Linked DNA regions of Sus scrofa: region 1 is linked to region 2. The links are chromatin contacts, called in public Hi-C maps. All regions are on one chromosome and are shown on one strand. The core of a region is the stretch at or near the end of the contact, and the rest is flanking DNA. Distances in the headings are between cores, read along the strand shown. Region 1 has its middle 67 kb from the start of PIK3CG. Region 2 overlaps LOC110255500 (a long non-coding RNA gene).

The links. A called contact is a pair of places that touch in the nucleus more often than the background predicts.
Region 1: a Hi-C map of retroperitoneal adipose tissue shows a contact between it and region 2, with 2.7 times the contacts expected there. The contact joins two enhancer-like sites. A contact is called at or near these places in 10 of 47 Hi-C or Micro-C datasets (alveolar macrophages, embryonic fibroblasts, fibroblasts and 6 more) and 2 of 2 datasets of contacts at active chromatin or transcription factors (alveolar macrophages and skeletal muscle).

The regions. Positions count from the first base shown.
Region 1 is chr9:106,634,303-106,640,907 of Sscrofa11.1, forward strand. No RefSeq gene overlaps it. Among named protein-coding and RNA genes, the nearest start is that of PIK3CG, 67 kb to the right of the region's middle. Within about 2 kb of position 4,954, at least 8 of the 83 cell types and tissues checked have an H3K27ac peak or open chromatin away from gene starts, as enhancers often do. A contact at or near this core is called in retroperitoneal adipose tissue, where this site is marked.
Region 2 is chr9:106,054,611-106,061,301 of Sscrofa11.1, forward strand. The region is part of intron 1 of LOC110255500 (a long non-coding RNA gene); the gene reads left to right. Among named protein-coding and RNA genes, the nearest start is that of SYPL1, 73 kb to the left of the region's middle. Within about 2 kb of position 3,956, at least 9 of the 83 cell types and tissues checked have an H3K27ac peak or open chromatin away from gene starts, as enhancers often do. A contact at or near this core is called in retroperitoneal adipose tissue, where this site is marked.

The DNA of each region.
Region 1 (6,605 bases), core at 3,704-6,203, 580 kb after region 2:
CAAAGGTTTGAAAGCAAGGAGGGAAGAAGATGTAAGTTTACTTGAGGAAAGGACAGTTCAGACAGAGGGAGATCAGGGCTGAGGTGATGAGGCAGGGTGTGTTTCTGATGTGTTCACAGAAGAGGAGGCAAGGGAAACAGAGGGAAGAGGAGGAGGGACAGTCAGGAAGGTCAGGGTGGCTTCCAGATCCAGGAATGCTATATAAGGACTTGGCTTTTTCTCCAAGTGAAACAGAGAACCTCTGTAGGGTTTGAGGAGAGGAGAGACCTGATCTGACCAAAGTGTCACACAGAGCTCTTGGCTGCTACCTTAGAAACAGACTGCAGGGACAGGAGAGTGGCAGAGGCTAAGCCATCATCAGGCAATGTGGTGTGGACTAGGTGGTCACACAGGGGGTGGGAAGAAGAGTTCAAACTCCAAACAGATTCTGAAGCCAACACCAGTCCCTTGGGGCCATGAGAGAAAGACAGACAGGCTGACTCCAGGGCACTGGCCTGAGCAGGTGAGGATGGAGGAGCTGCAGCAGAGGTAAGAGCTAAAATTGAGGCTTAGATGTGTTGAGTGGGAACATAGTAAACATCCAAGTCAAGAAATCAAGGAAGCAATTGAATAACCCCTTTTCGTTCAAGGGAAAGATCCAGGCTGGAGACATCAACTTGAGGTTTGGATCATACTTAAATCCATGAGACTGGATGACGTCACCCAGGGAGTGAGTGTACATGGAGAAGACAAGAGATGCAGAGTCCAAAGCCTTGGGCATCCCAGAGGCTGAGAGAAGATGAAGTACCAGCCAAGGAGACCAAGAAAAATGGACCAGTGAGATAAAAGGAAAACAGTGCCGCATCCTGGAAGACAAGTGAAGAAAGTTGTTTCTAGGAGAAGAGAGTGATCAACTGTGTCAAATGTCAGTGACAGAGCATATAAAATGAAGACTAAAATTGACCATTAGGCATCACAGCTTGAAGGTGTTTGGTAAGTCTCTAGATAGATCAGATCCATAGCTGTAGCACAGGTCACAACTGTGGTGTGGATCTGATCTCTGAGCCACATGACATGGGGTGGCCAAAAAAGGAAAAAAAAAAAAAGAAAAAAGGACAAGGTCCTATTGGAGTAAGGGAAGCCCCCAAATCCAATATGACTAACAGCTTTTTAGAAATGAAGATGTGGACACAGACAAACACAGGGAGGATGCCAGTGAAGATGAAGGCACAGATTGGAGTAATGTGTCTACAAGTCAAGGAAGGCCAGGGAAAAGCATGGGACAGATTCTTCCTCACAGGCCTCGGAAGAAATCCATCTGCTGACCCCTTGATCTTGGACTTCCAGCCTCTGGAACTGTGTGAGAATAAATGTCTGCTGTTTAAGCCACTCAGTTTGTGGTACCTTGTTATGCAGCCAACAGGGTGCTGGAGGGAGTGTGCTGGGAAAAGAGGAGGTGGAATGTATGTGTGGTGATTCTGGAGGGGACAGTGATCTGTAATGACAGGGTCTGGTGTGACCATGGGAGGGACGAAAGGTAAAGGGCTAGGGGGAAAAGAGAGACAGTCCATGTGTATATTGAAATTACCAAGAATCAAGACTTGGAATAGGGGAGTTCCCATCGTGGCGCAGTGGAAATGAGTCTGAGTAGGAACCATGAGGTTTCGTGTTTGATCCCTGGCCTAGTTTAGTGGGTTAAGGATCTGGCGTTGCCATGAGCTGTGGTGGAGGTTGCAGACGTAGCTCAGATGCCAACAACAACAGCTCCAATTATACCCCTAGCCTGGGAACCTCCATATGACGCAGTCCTAAAAAGACCAAAAAAAAAAAAAAATGTCTTGGAATAGGACCGTGGCCATGAGGCAGGAGCACAGAGGAATGACCTTGAGACAATGGATGTCAGCAAAATGAGAGGGATGGGTGACATTACCTGATGACCTGACATTCGGTGCAAGATGTTTCTATGGAGAAAGGAGAATAATCCAGAGGTGGAAATGAGGACTGGAAAGGAAATACATTTCACCCCAGGCCTTATGCCCCAAAACTGGGGTGGTGTGGGGGGGTGGAATGCAGGAGAACAGGAAGAGGATGTTTTCATCAGAAAGCCAGGTCTCCATCAGAGTAAGATGGTGGTGGGAACATCCAGGGACGAGGTTAAGGCTACTGGGTTTTGCTAAGAATGGACAGTGAGCTTCCCCAGGCCCAGAAGAGGGCAGGGTTGAGGAAGGGCAGGAGATGTCCTCTCTGTGTTCATGACCAATGCTGATCCATTTGGACTAATTACTTCCTTTGTTCAAAGCCAATATACCAGCCAACATATTAAGTATAATAAAAAAGCTAGTACAATAAGTATTCCATTTCCAGCTATAATCCCTCTCTTTCTCTTAGAGAACCTTCATCAACTCCACTTTCTGGCTAGAGTTAATTCTGCTCCAGTACTTAGCATAAAAGCAGTACATAGCTAAAAGCAGTAGTGAAGCTTGGCTTTTTTTCTGGGACCCAAATAAAAATCATGGCTGTTGCAGCTGCCTGTTCCTGCCCAGAAAAGCACTCTTTCTCCTTGCTGCAGTGGAGATGGGGGTTGGCGGGAGAAGAAACCAAATTCTCAGCTGAGTGTCTTCTAAGAGGCTCTTGCTATTTGCTAACACACAGTGCAACCCTGGCACCCTTTGTGGTTGCTCTGAAGGTCTCCCCAGGAGATACCCTTTCTCACAACAGCCCAGTGTTGATTGATTTCATGTCCACTTAGGATGGACCATGAAGTTGCTCTCTTTATTCTTTTTCTTTTTGCCCATGGCATGCAGAAGTTCCTGGGCCAGGGATCGAACCCACACCACAGCTGCGACTCAAGCCACAGCAGTGACAGTGCCAGATCCTTGAGCTGCTGCGTCACCAAGGAAGTCCATTTATTCTTAATTTATAATACCTCGCAGCAACATTACAAAGTTGAGGGTTACATTTTTATGGGTCATTCATTTATTCATTCAACAAGTATTTATTGAGTATTTCTAGACATGGCAGGAACTTATTAAGCATAGAGTAAGTAAACAAATTGATATGTAACGTAAGATAGCGATAAGTAATAGGAAGAAAAATAAAGCAGAGTGAGAGGGTAGAAAAATACAGGCAGGGAGTGACAACATTAGTGATATGAAATGGAAAACCAGTCAGTTTTCCTTTCTCCGTGTCTACAAGGTAAACACCTATTGCACTGCAACTGATTTCAAAGAATTTCAATGCAGCTGCCTGGGATATGGGACATTGTAAAAAGTCACCACAAGTGTTGCATCTTCAGCCTTGTTGATCTAGAAATCCAGTTTTGTCCATTCACCCAGGGAGGATCAGATTCTGACAGATTGATCCCGGCTAATCATACAAAGGGAGATACACTTATAAACCAGAGTGTTAGTTTCTTGATCTATAAAAGAAGGTATATCTGACCAGTCAGCAGGCTCTGCTCTTTGCTTGAGCATGTCTTTCTGGCAGGGAAGTCCTCTTAGAAAAACACACTAATGCCATATTTAAATGTTTGACTACCATGGCAACCCATAGGGACACTTTTGCATGCACCTATGCCTGCAGGTGTGTGATTTGAAGAGCAGACTGTGACTCTTTGTGATTAGAAAAGGGTATCCTACTTTCTGGTAGATACAGGCCCATGATGATGAGGGGAAGGTGGGCTGGATTTCACCCCCAACTCATTTCTTAGGGTAGGGGTCGTTGTGCAGTGTAAAACCTAGGCAAGAGTATATAGCAGACCTAATAGAAGCAGTGAATTAAAACAAGAGTAATTGGGTATTTTAAGGAATATTTCCATTAAAGTATATGGCATATGGTATCAAGAAGAGTGACTGTCATGAAATGATGTCTTTTCACCTTCCAGTGTATGTGAAACCTATTTAAAAAAATCAAAGTTTCCTTTGTTAATCCCATATGAAATAATGGATCCAACTCTAAAGAGGTCCTTTTGGTCTTTTCTAGGGCTGTACCCGCAGTATATGGAGGTTCCCAGGCTAGGGGTCTAATCAGAGCTGTAGCCACCGGCCTACACCAGAGCCACAGCAATGCCAGATCCCAGCTGCATCTGAGACCTACACCACAGCTCACTGCAACGCCAGATCCTTAACCCACTGAGCAACCTACAGTTACTAGTCAGGTTCATGAACCACTGAGCCATGACAGGAATTCCTTCTTTTTTTTTTTTTTTTTTTTTTTGTTAAACATCCAACAGTGGCTGAAAATATTTTAAAGTCATTCTGGAAAGTGTTCACATTTCCACACTCTATTTCACTGCAAGAAAAAGGGCAAATTCCAGCAAGAGAAGCTGGAATCCTGGAGAGAAAGAGATGAGACAACTTGGGTTTGCCCCTCCCCCTGCAAGGGTAGCTGAAATCAGCCAGTTCAGCAAACAATTGTACTGCCCCCCCACCCCCCACCTGTTAGAGAAAAGGACAGCAAACAACCTGCAAAAGGCCACATCAAGTTTTATCCTGATATGCAGGTCTGATCCACTCCCTTGCTGGGCCCCCTCGGTGTGGCCAAGCCTGGAGGTCACTCTTCCCCTTCCTTTCTCCTCTATCTGTCCTTCCCTGGGGCTTGCCTTAAAGGACAGTTTCTTGATCAGAAGAAATCAATTCTAAGACATTAACCACTTGAAAACAGTGATCGGGTCACCCCTACCATTCATGGGCTCTAAGACAAGAATGTGATAGAGGCCCACAAACCGTCTATGTATTTAGACGTTATCATCAATGCTAAGGAGCTGCTGAATGAAACATGTTCTGTTCTCCTACCTGATAAATGTACCTTCCAAGGGACCCAGAATGCCAGGTGGCAGTACAGGGAAAGCCAGCTCCTGGCCACAGCCAACCCTGCACTTGGGGTTTCCTCTGGCTCTGGTAGATACAACAGCTCACAGAGCCAAGCTCCATCCACATCCCCAGGGACGGCTGTCCCCAGGCCAGCCACCTCTGAGGCCTAAGGCTGTCAACAACAGGGTACGCCCCCTGGAGGTCAGACCAGGAAAGAGCCCGTGCAAAACCTGGGAGCCCGCTCAGTGGTGGCAGAAAATTCCAGGCGCCTGGCACCTTGATGAAGGTCTGGAAGGCTGGTCCTCGACTCCAGGTGGCATATCCTCTTGAGTCCACTGATTGCCCCACCACACGAGGATGGACAGGGCCAGAGCAGGGTCCTCTAAATACAGACCTGGCCTGGATCTAAGTGGTACTGTCACTGATTATTTGATTTTTAGTCCTAGCTACTTCAATTATGAGTCTGATCTCAAAGTGCAGTCCTGAAGAAGCCTGTTAAAATGTAAATTCCTAAGCCTTAGCCCAGACCTAGGAATCAGTTGATCTGGACAAAGTTTCAAGGAATCTTTATTTTTTTTTTTAATCTATAATGATTTTTATTTTTTTACATTATAGCTGGGTTATAGTGTTCTGTCAGTTTTCTACTGTACAGCAAGGTGATCCAGTTACACATACATATACACATTCTTTTTTTCTCCCATTATCATGCCCCATCATAAGTAACTAGACAGAGTTCCCAGTGCTATACAGCAGGATCTCATTGCTTATCCATTCCAAAGGCAATGGTTTGCATCTATTAACCCCCATTTTTTTTTTTTTTTTTTGGAATCTTCATTTTTAAACAATCTTCCTAAATGACTCTTACTCTGAAAGTTGAGAAATGTTATCAAACAGCTCGGGCCCTGCCTTTCACAGGAATCTATAAAATCTATCCCCTAACGCTGGGCCCCTGAATGAACTAATGAATGGCTCTCCATCCTAGAGATATTATCATCTAGATAACCTCGTGAGACTTCCAGAAGCTAAGGCCAGACTCTTCAGCAGAGGGTTAGATAAACACTGACCACACTGTACTCGCCAGTTCCAAGAACACCATTACTTAATTCCTGGCAAGTAGCAATGTAATTGAATAGGTCACAGTTTGCTTCTAGCCAGCTTCGTGGGAACACCGTGATCTCTTATCAAAGATTCTGAAAACATGCATGGTTTCCCAACTGTAGTGGGGCAATTTTTTAATTATTACTCAATTCTGTGCCATTTAAGTCCCCTCATTCTTTCCTTTCACCCACCATTCAGCAGTCTGTGGGCACCTTCTGAATAGCTCACCTTCAGGGTAGAACCATCCAGGCAGAACAAAAGCCATGGGTTATAAGCTACCAGGAAGATTTTGGTCAATCTATAGCAAAGACCACTGTCTGCTTTCTACTGGAAGGGGCATGCATCTGAGAGAAGAAAAGTGAGTTTCTCCTTTTTAAAAAAATTGCAAATACCAGAGCTTAACTTTAAATATCAAGATCCAAAACCCATGAATTCAGAGAACCTTATACCATAACCCACTGATAGAAGAAGAATGCATATGCTGACTTAAAGTAGGTAAAAATGTAATGAATGGGGGAGAAAAATCAGAGTGAATAGGACTGGAATTCAGACACTGGTAAGTCCCTGAGAAAGTCCCCAGCTTTCCATCCCCAGTACCAAGTTCTGAAGGGGACAGTGGGAACAGCAAGTTAGATATTCAAACAGAAACCCCAGATGAGACCATGGAAGGCTCTAAGGAGAAGGGCCAGAGCCTGGTTTCCTGGTGAGATGCATGCT
Region 2 (6,691 bases), core at 2,706-5,205:
TCAAGAACAGAAGTTTTTTTTTTTTTTTTTTTTAACTTTAAATGAAGTCTACTTTGTCAGCTTTTTATACTTCTTGGGATTGTGCATCGTATAATAGCTGGGAAATCTTTACCTAACAAGAGGTCACAAAGATTTTTCTACTAGGTTTTCTTCTAGATGTTTTAGCGTTTTAGGTTTACATTTAGATGTATGATCAGTTTTTTTTTTTTTTTTTTTTTTTTTTTTTTTTTGTCTTTTTGCCATTTCTTAGGCCGCTCCCACAGCATATGGAGGTTCCCAGGCTAGGAGTCTAATCGGAGCTGTAGCTGCCAGCCTAAGCCAGAGCCATAGCAACGCGGGATCCGAGCGTGTCTGCAACCTACACCACAGCTCATGGCAACACCAGATCCTTAACCCACAGAGCAAGGGCAGGGATCGAACCTGTAACCTCATGGTTCCTAGTCGGATTCATTAACCACTGCGCCACAACGGGAACTCCCAATTAATTTTTGAATATAGTATGATGTACATATCCAAGTCCTTTTTGGCTTCAGCATTATTTACTGAGATCATCCTTTTTCCTCTGAATTCCTTTTGCACCTTTATCGAAAATCAGCTGTCCATACATGTGGATCTACTTTTGAACTCCATGCTGTTCCACTGACCTATTTGTCTTTTTTTTTTTTTTAATTTTTTTTGGCCTTTTGCCTTTTCTAGGACTGCTCCTGTGGCATATGGAGGTTCCCAGGCTAGGGGTCTAATTGGAGCTGTAGCCACTGGTCTACGCCAGAGCCACAGCAATGCCAGATCCGAGCCACATCTGAGACCTACTCCACAGCTCATGGCAACGCCAGATCGTAACCCACTGAGTAGGGCCAGGGATTGAACCCGCAACCTCATGGTTCCTAGTCAGATTTGTTAACCACTGAGCCACGACGGGAACTCCTGATCTATTTGTCTCATCTTTGCACTAATACCACACTATCTTGGTATCTGTAGCTTTGTAACAAACACTGAAGTCAGGTGATGCTGCTCCAGCTTTTTTTTTTTAATTTATTTTATTTTTTTATTACTCAAATGAATTTATCACATTTGTAGTTGTATAATGATCATCACAATCTGATTTCACAGGATTTCATTCCACAGCCCAAGCACATCCCCCCATCCCCCAAACTGTCTCCATAAGTTTTTCAATGTCTGTGAGTCAGCATCTGTTCTGCAAAGACGTTCAGTCTGTCTGAAAAAAGTCTGTCCTTTTTTTCAGATTCCACATGTCAATGAAAGCATTTGATGTTGGTGTCTCATTGTATGGCTGACTTCACTTAGCATGATAATTTCTAGGTCCATCCATGTTGCAAAAAATGCTGGTATTTCGTTCTTTTTAATGGCTGAGTAATATTCCATTGTGTATATGTACCCCATCGTCTGATCCTCTCCTCTGTCAGTGGACATTTAGGTTGTTTTAGCTATTGTAAATAGTGCTGCAATGAACATCGGAGTACATGTGTCTTTGTGAGTCATGGTTTTCTCTGGATAGATGCCCAGGAGTGGGATTGTCCAGCTTTTTTCTAAAGTTGTTTGTCTACTCTATGTCCTTTGCATTTCCATATGAATTGAGTCTTTCCTCATTATGTGTGATGACAGGTTTTTCATAGAGGCCCTTTATCTAATTAAGAGTTCCTTTCTATTTTGAGTGTGCTCAGAGTTTTTATAAGAAAGATGTTGGATCTTGTTCAAACATTTTTCTCTGCATTTATTGAGATGATCATGTGGTCTTTCATTTTAGTTTGTTATATGGTGAATTATATTTGTAAAACATTGATTGATTCTTGAATATTGGATTAACCTAATATTCTTACAATTAACTCCCCCCCCCTTAGTCATGAGGCATTATTCATTTTAAACAGGCAGTTGTCTTTTAAAGAGTTAAATGAGAAGAAAAAAAATCTAACCAATATAGTTATCATTTCACTGGGTCTTCAAACCTTTGGTTTGGATCCATATTTTTGTTTGGCATCATTTCCAGTCCCTTCCCTCCTCATACTTACCTTTCTGAAAACTTTATCAATTTTATAGTATGGAACTGCTGATGAGAAGGTCTTACCACTTTTATATGCCTCAATATCTTTATTTCATTCACATTTTTGAAAGATACTTTCACAGGTATAGATGATTGTTTTCTTTCAGAACTTTAAAGATGTTGCTTTATTTTTGGCTAACTTTTATTGTTTCTAACAAAACTAGGCCATCTTGCTTACTTTTGTTCCTTTGACTATAAACTGTCATTTTTCTTTGGTTTTAAGATTTTCTCTTTAACACTGGTTTTCAGAAATGTAATTTTTTTTTTCTTTTTAGGTCTGCACTTGCAGCATATGAAAGTTCCCAGGCTAGGATTTGAACTGGAGCTGCAGCTGCTGGCCTGTGGATAGCCACATCCATACCAGATTGGAGCTGCATGGCAACTCCAGATCCTTAACCCACTGAGCAAGGCCAAGGGTTGAACCCACATCCTCATGGATGCTAGTCATGGCAGTGCCCCAACAAGAACTCCCAGAAATTTGATTTATTATGTTATTTATAGCTGTTTTGTGTTTCTCGTGCTTGTACAAGGGGTTGGTTGAACTTGGGTCTGTTTATAATTTTTATCAAATTTTGAAAAATTGCAGCTATGATTTATTCCCATATTTTTCTGTTTCTCCCTTTCTTTTCTCCCCTTTGGAGACTCTAATTATATGTGTAACAGGCAACTTGATGTTCTCTTCCAGTTCAGTGATGCTCTGTTTATATTTGAGTCTGTCTTCTCCTTGTGTTTTATTTTGGGTAGCTTCTCTTTCTGTATCTTTATAAATTCACTAATCTTTTCCCTGTAATTTAATATGCTTTAAATCCCATTTAGTTTATTCTTTATCACAATATTGTAAATTTCATCTTTAGAAGCTGAATCTTTTAAAAAATATCTCCCATGTCACTACTTAACATGTTCAATATTTCCTCCAGCGTTTTGGACATAAGGAATATATTTATAATGAGTACTTGAATGTCATGTTCTCATAATTCTAGTATCTGTGTCCATTATGCTTTAGCTTCAGTTGAGTTTTTTTCTCCTTATAGTAGATTGTAGTTCTCTGCTTCTTTGTAGGTCTAGTAATTTTTGATTGGATGCCAGATATTATAAATTTTACCTTTTTGGCTGCTGGATATTTTTATAGTTTTATAAAGATTCTTGAGCTTTGTTCTGGGATGCAGTGAACTTTGCTTGGAACAGTTTAATCCTTTCAGGGTTTGCTTTTGAGAATTGTTGGGCAGAGACAGAACTGTCTTTATTTCAGAGTTAATTATTCCTCATTACTGATGCATGGTACTTTTGATCTCTACCACATCGCTCATGAATTTATAATGTTTTCTCATCTGATTAGCAGAAACACACACTAATCCTGGGCCTGCACATGTTCTAGGTACTGTTTCCTTTAACTTTTTCATGTAATCCCTCACACACATGCTCTGATCAGTATTCTCCTAATTACTCAAAGGGAACATTATCAGAGCTCTCTCTCCCTCCCTCTCAACCTGTGCAGTTCTCTCCTCTCTGATATTCTTCCTTGCATGCATTTCAGGTAAATTCTAGCTGCATGGTCTTCTTCTGCTACTTTTCTGCTACTTTTTTTTTTCAATACAGAGAACCCATCAGGCTTCCCTGGGTTCATTTCTTTTTTGTTTCCTGTCTTTAAGGGATCACTTTCTTTGTTGCCTAGTGGAGCCTCTTGTAAACCGTGGTTTATATATATATATTTTTTTTATTTTTCTAAAATTGTTTCAGGAGTGCAGGTACATACAGCCCCTGTTACTCCATCTTGGTTAGAAGCAGAAGTTCCCAGATCATGCCCTTAGTCATGGCCTTGATGAAAGAAATACTGGGGAAGATGACTCCTTACATCCAACCTCAGTTGGAAGGTCCGTTTGCCATCTTCCCTTCTGGCCGAGTGGGCCATATAGGCCCTTGGCTCAGGTTGTGGTCTTAGGAGCTGGGCTTGGGGTATAGAGCTGAAGAGCCCAGTCTTTCCTGTGGAGGGTGGAGAAGGGAAATTGCTATCTATATTCCAGATAAAAGAGCATCAGAACATAGACATTTTTTTTCCTCTAAAAAATATTTTCTGCATTCTTCAATTAAGTTGAAGATTTCTTTAGGCTCTGGCTTTTTTATTCAGTTCTCGTGAGTGAAATCCTACTTTTCATGCAGGAATTCCAATACAGAAGGAACTCTGGGTAGATCAGAGGATTAGTTGATACAGGTGCAGAAGGTATGGCATGTGAAACAGCAAAGCTCATTAGGAGAAACTTTTTAGATAAACTTTGAACAGAAGACTCTTATCAGGTTGAAGGCCTGGCCTGTGTTTTAAAATTATAACACACCTCTGTGAACTAAAAATCTAATGGGCTTAGAGCAGTTTAAACATTTATCTCCTGTGTAATCTAGCCTTTAAAAGCCTCTAAAGACCTTTTATGCTAATTGGCCTTCTGGGCCATGTTATTCAAGTTGAGAACTTTTACTTTAAAAATCATATTTCTTTGTCAAACAGAAAATCCTTAGACTCCATGTTTGTGTCTTCTCCCTGTATGCCTCAAGGCAAATACATCGATAAATGTCATAAATTCCTTGCCTTCCAGAATGTTACTAGAGATTTATTATTGGGAAGAACAGAAATGGATCTGAAGCCTCAAATTCCAGGCTGTGAGTCTATACACAGAACCAACAAAATGTATCAAATGGATGTGGGTGATGAGGCCCAGGGAAGTTTGTTAGGTTTCTGGAACTGGAGGGATCTGTGCTTCTTGAAGGGACATATCAGAATGTCAGAGGGGCTGGAAGCCACAAAATGAACACAACTCTTTGTGACCATCAGTTTTATGTGTTGCTAAACATTTACAACATTTTTAGAAATAAAAAGATCTATTAGGATATAAAATGTAGAATTTGCTGCATTTTAGATAAAAATCAGACCTAGAAAAAAATACTGGGCCTTAGGTCACCTTGGATCACACCCTCAGAATGCAGGTGGTGGAGAGGTTCTGATCATTCTCCTGCATGGAATAGGGGTATTTCATTGGAAAACTTGAGAACCTTGCTCAAAAACTACAGTTACCCTACAAAGAGGAGGAGAGAGGAGCCCCTTTATGGAAGGCCAGCAGCTGTGCAGTGGGCATGGAGAGAAATGTTGATGGGCCGAGCCCATGCAGACACCCCTGAGAACTACCAAAATGGGGACAAGATCATTCTACTCACTCATTCATGTATGCACCCATCTCTCCCTCTCTTCCTCCCTCTCTTCCTTACTCTCTTCCTCCTTCCTTCTCCATCCATCTGTCTGTCCATCCATCCTTCCATCCATTTTATGGCCCTTATAAAATGCCTCCTCTGTATCTAGGATAGTAGTAGGTGATGAAAATGAAAAAGGATAAGAAATAGTCTGTGATCCCAAAGAGTTTATTATCTAGTGCAGGATTTCTCAGAGTTCTTCCTGCCGTAACAAATATAATTGTGGAAATACTTGCTAAATCTATTGAGCAGTGCCAAACTGTTCAAAGCGATTTACATGAAATAACTCATTTAATATTTATAATAACTCTTTGGCTCAAGCACTGTTATCATTTCCACTACACAGCTGAGGAGCAGGTGGACTTTGTTCTCTGGGCTGAGAGTTATTGTCTAGGGGGTTAAGTATGTTTATAAATAATTATAATGCTGTAAGTGTAATTTGAATACAAGAATAATAGGACCAGTTATTTCTGAGGAAGTGTAGACCCCTGATTCCAGATGGGAGACCAACTGAGCATGGCACCCCAACATGGAATTTCTTTCCTGCTAATTATCACAGAATCACAGAATCTGGGGCCTGCTACACGCATACCTTGTTTTATTGTTTTATGCTTGCTTTATTGCACTTTGCAGATAATGGTGTTTTTCACGTATTGAAGGTTTGTGGCAGGCCTGCCTTGAGCAAATTTATCAGTACCATTGTACCACTGTTCACTTCAAGTCTCTCTGTCTCATATTGGTAATTCTCACAGTATTTTAAACTTTGTCATTATTATTATATTTTTTATGGTGATCAGTAATCTTTGATGTTACTGTTGCAAAAAGATGATGACTCGCTGAAGGCTCAGATGATGGTTAACAACTTTTAGCAGTATTTTTAAACTAATGTATGTATATTGGGTTTTTTTTTTTTTGAGATGATGCTATTGAACACTTAATAGACTACAATATATGCATTGGGAAACCAAAAAAATCATGTGACTCACTTTACTGCAATATTTGCTTTATTGAGGTGGTCTGGAACCAAACCTACGATATCCCTGAGTTCTGCCTGACGATAACTTTTCACAGCATTTGGCGTGAGGTTTTGAACAACTTCAGTGGCAAAGCTCTCCCAACCTTACAAGGCAGCCCATTCTGTCTTTGGTCAGCCTGAATGGTGGGAAATACATGTATTATTAAAATCTGCCTCGTGATAATGTCTGAAAATCGGTCCTTGTCCTGTTCTTAGGGCATCGTTTCTTAATGTTCTGTGTACGGGGTGCTAATAGGCATCATATGGGGAAATAAAAGAGAGAGTCACGTACATAGTAGGTATAGTAAGTAAATTCTAACAAAGTTTTTTTTTTCTTAATTAGAGATTTTCTCAGAATCTTTTGTATGCTAAAGTTCTTTGTG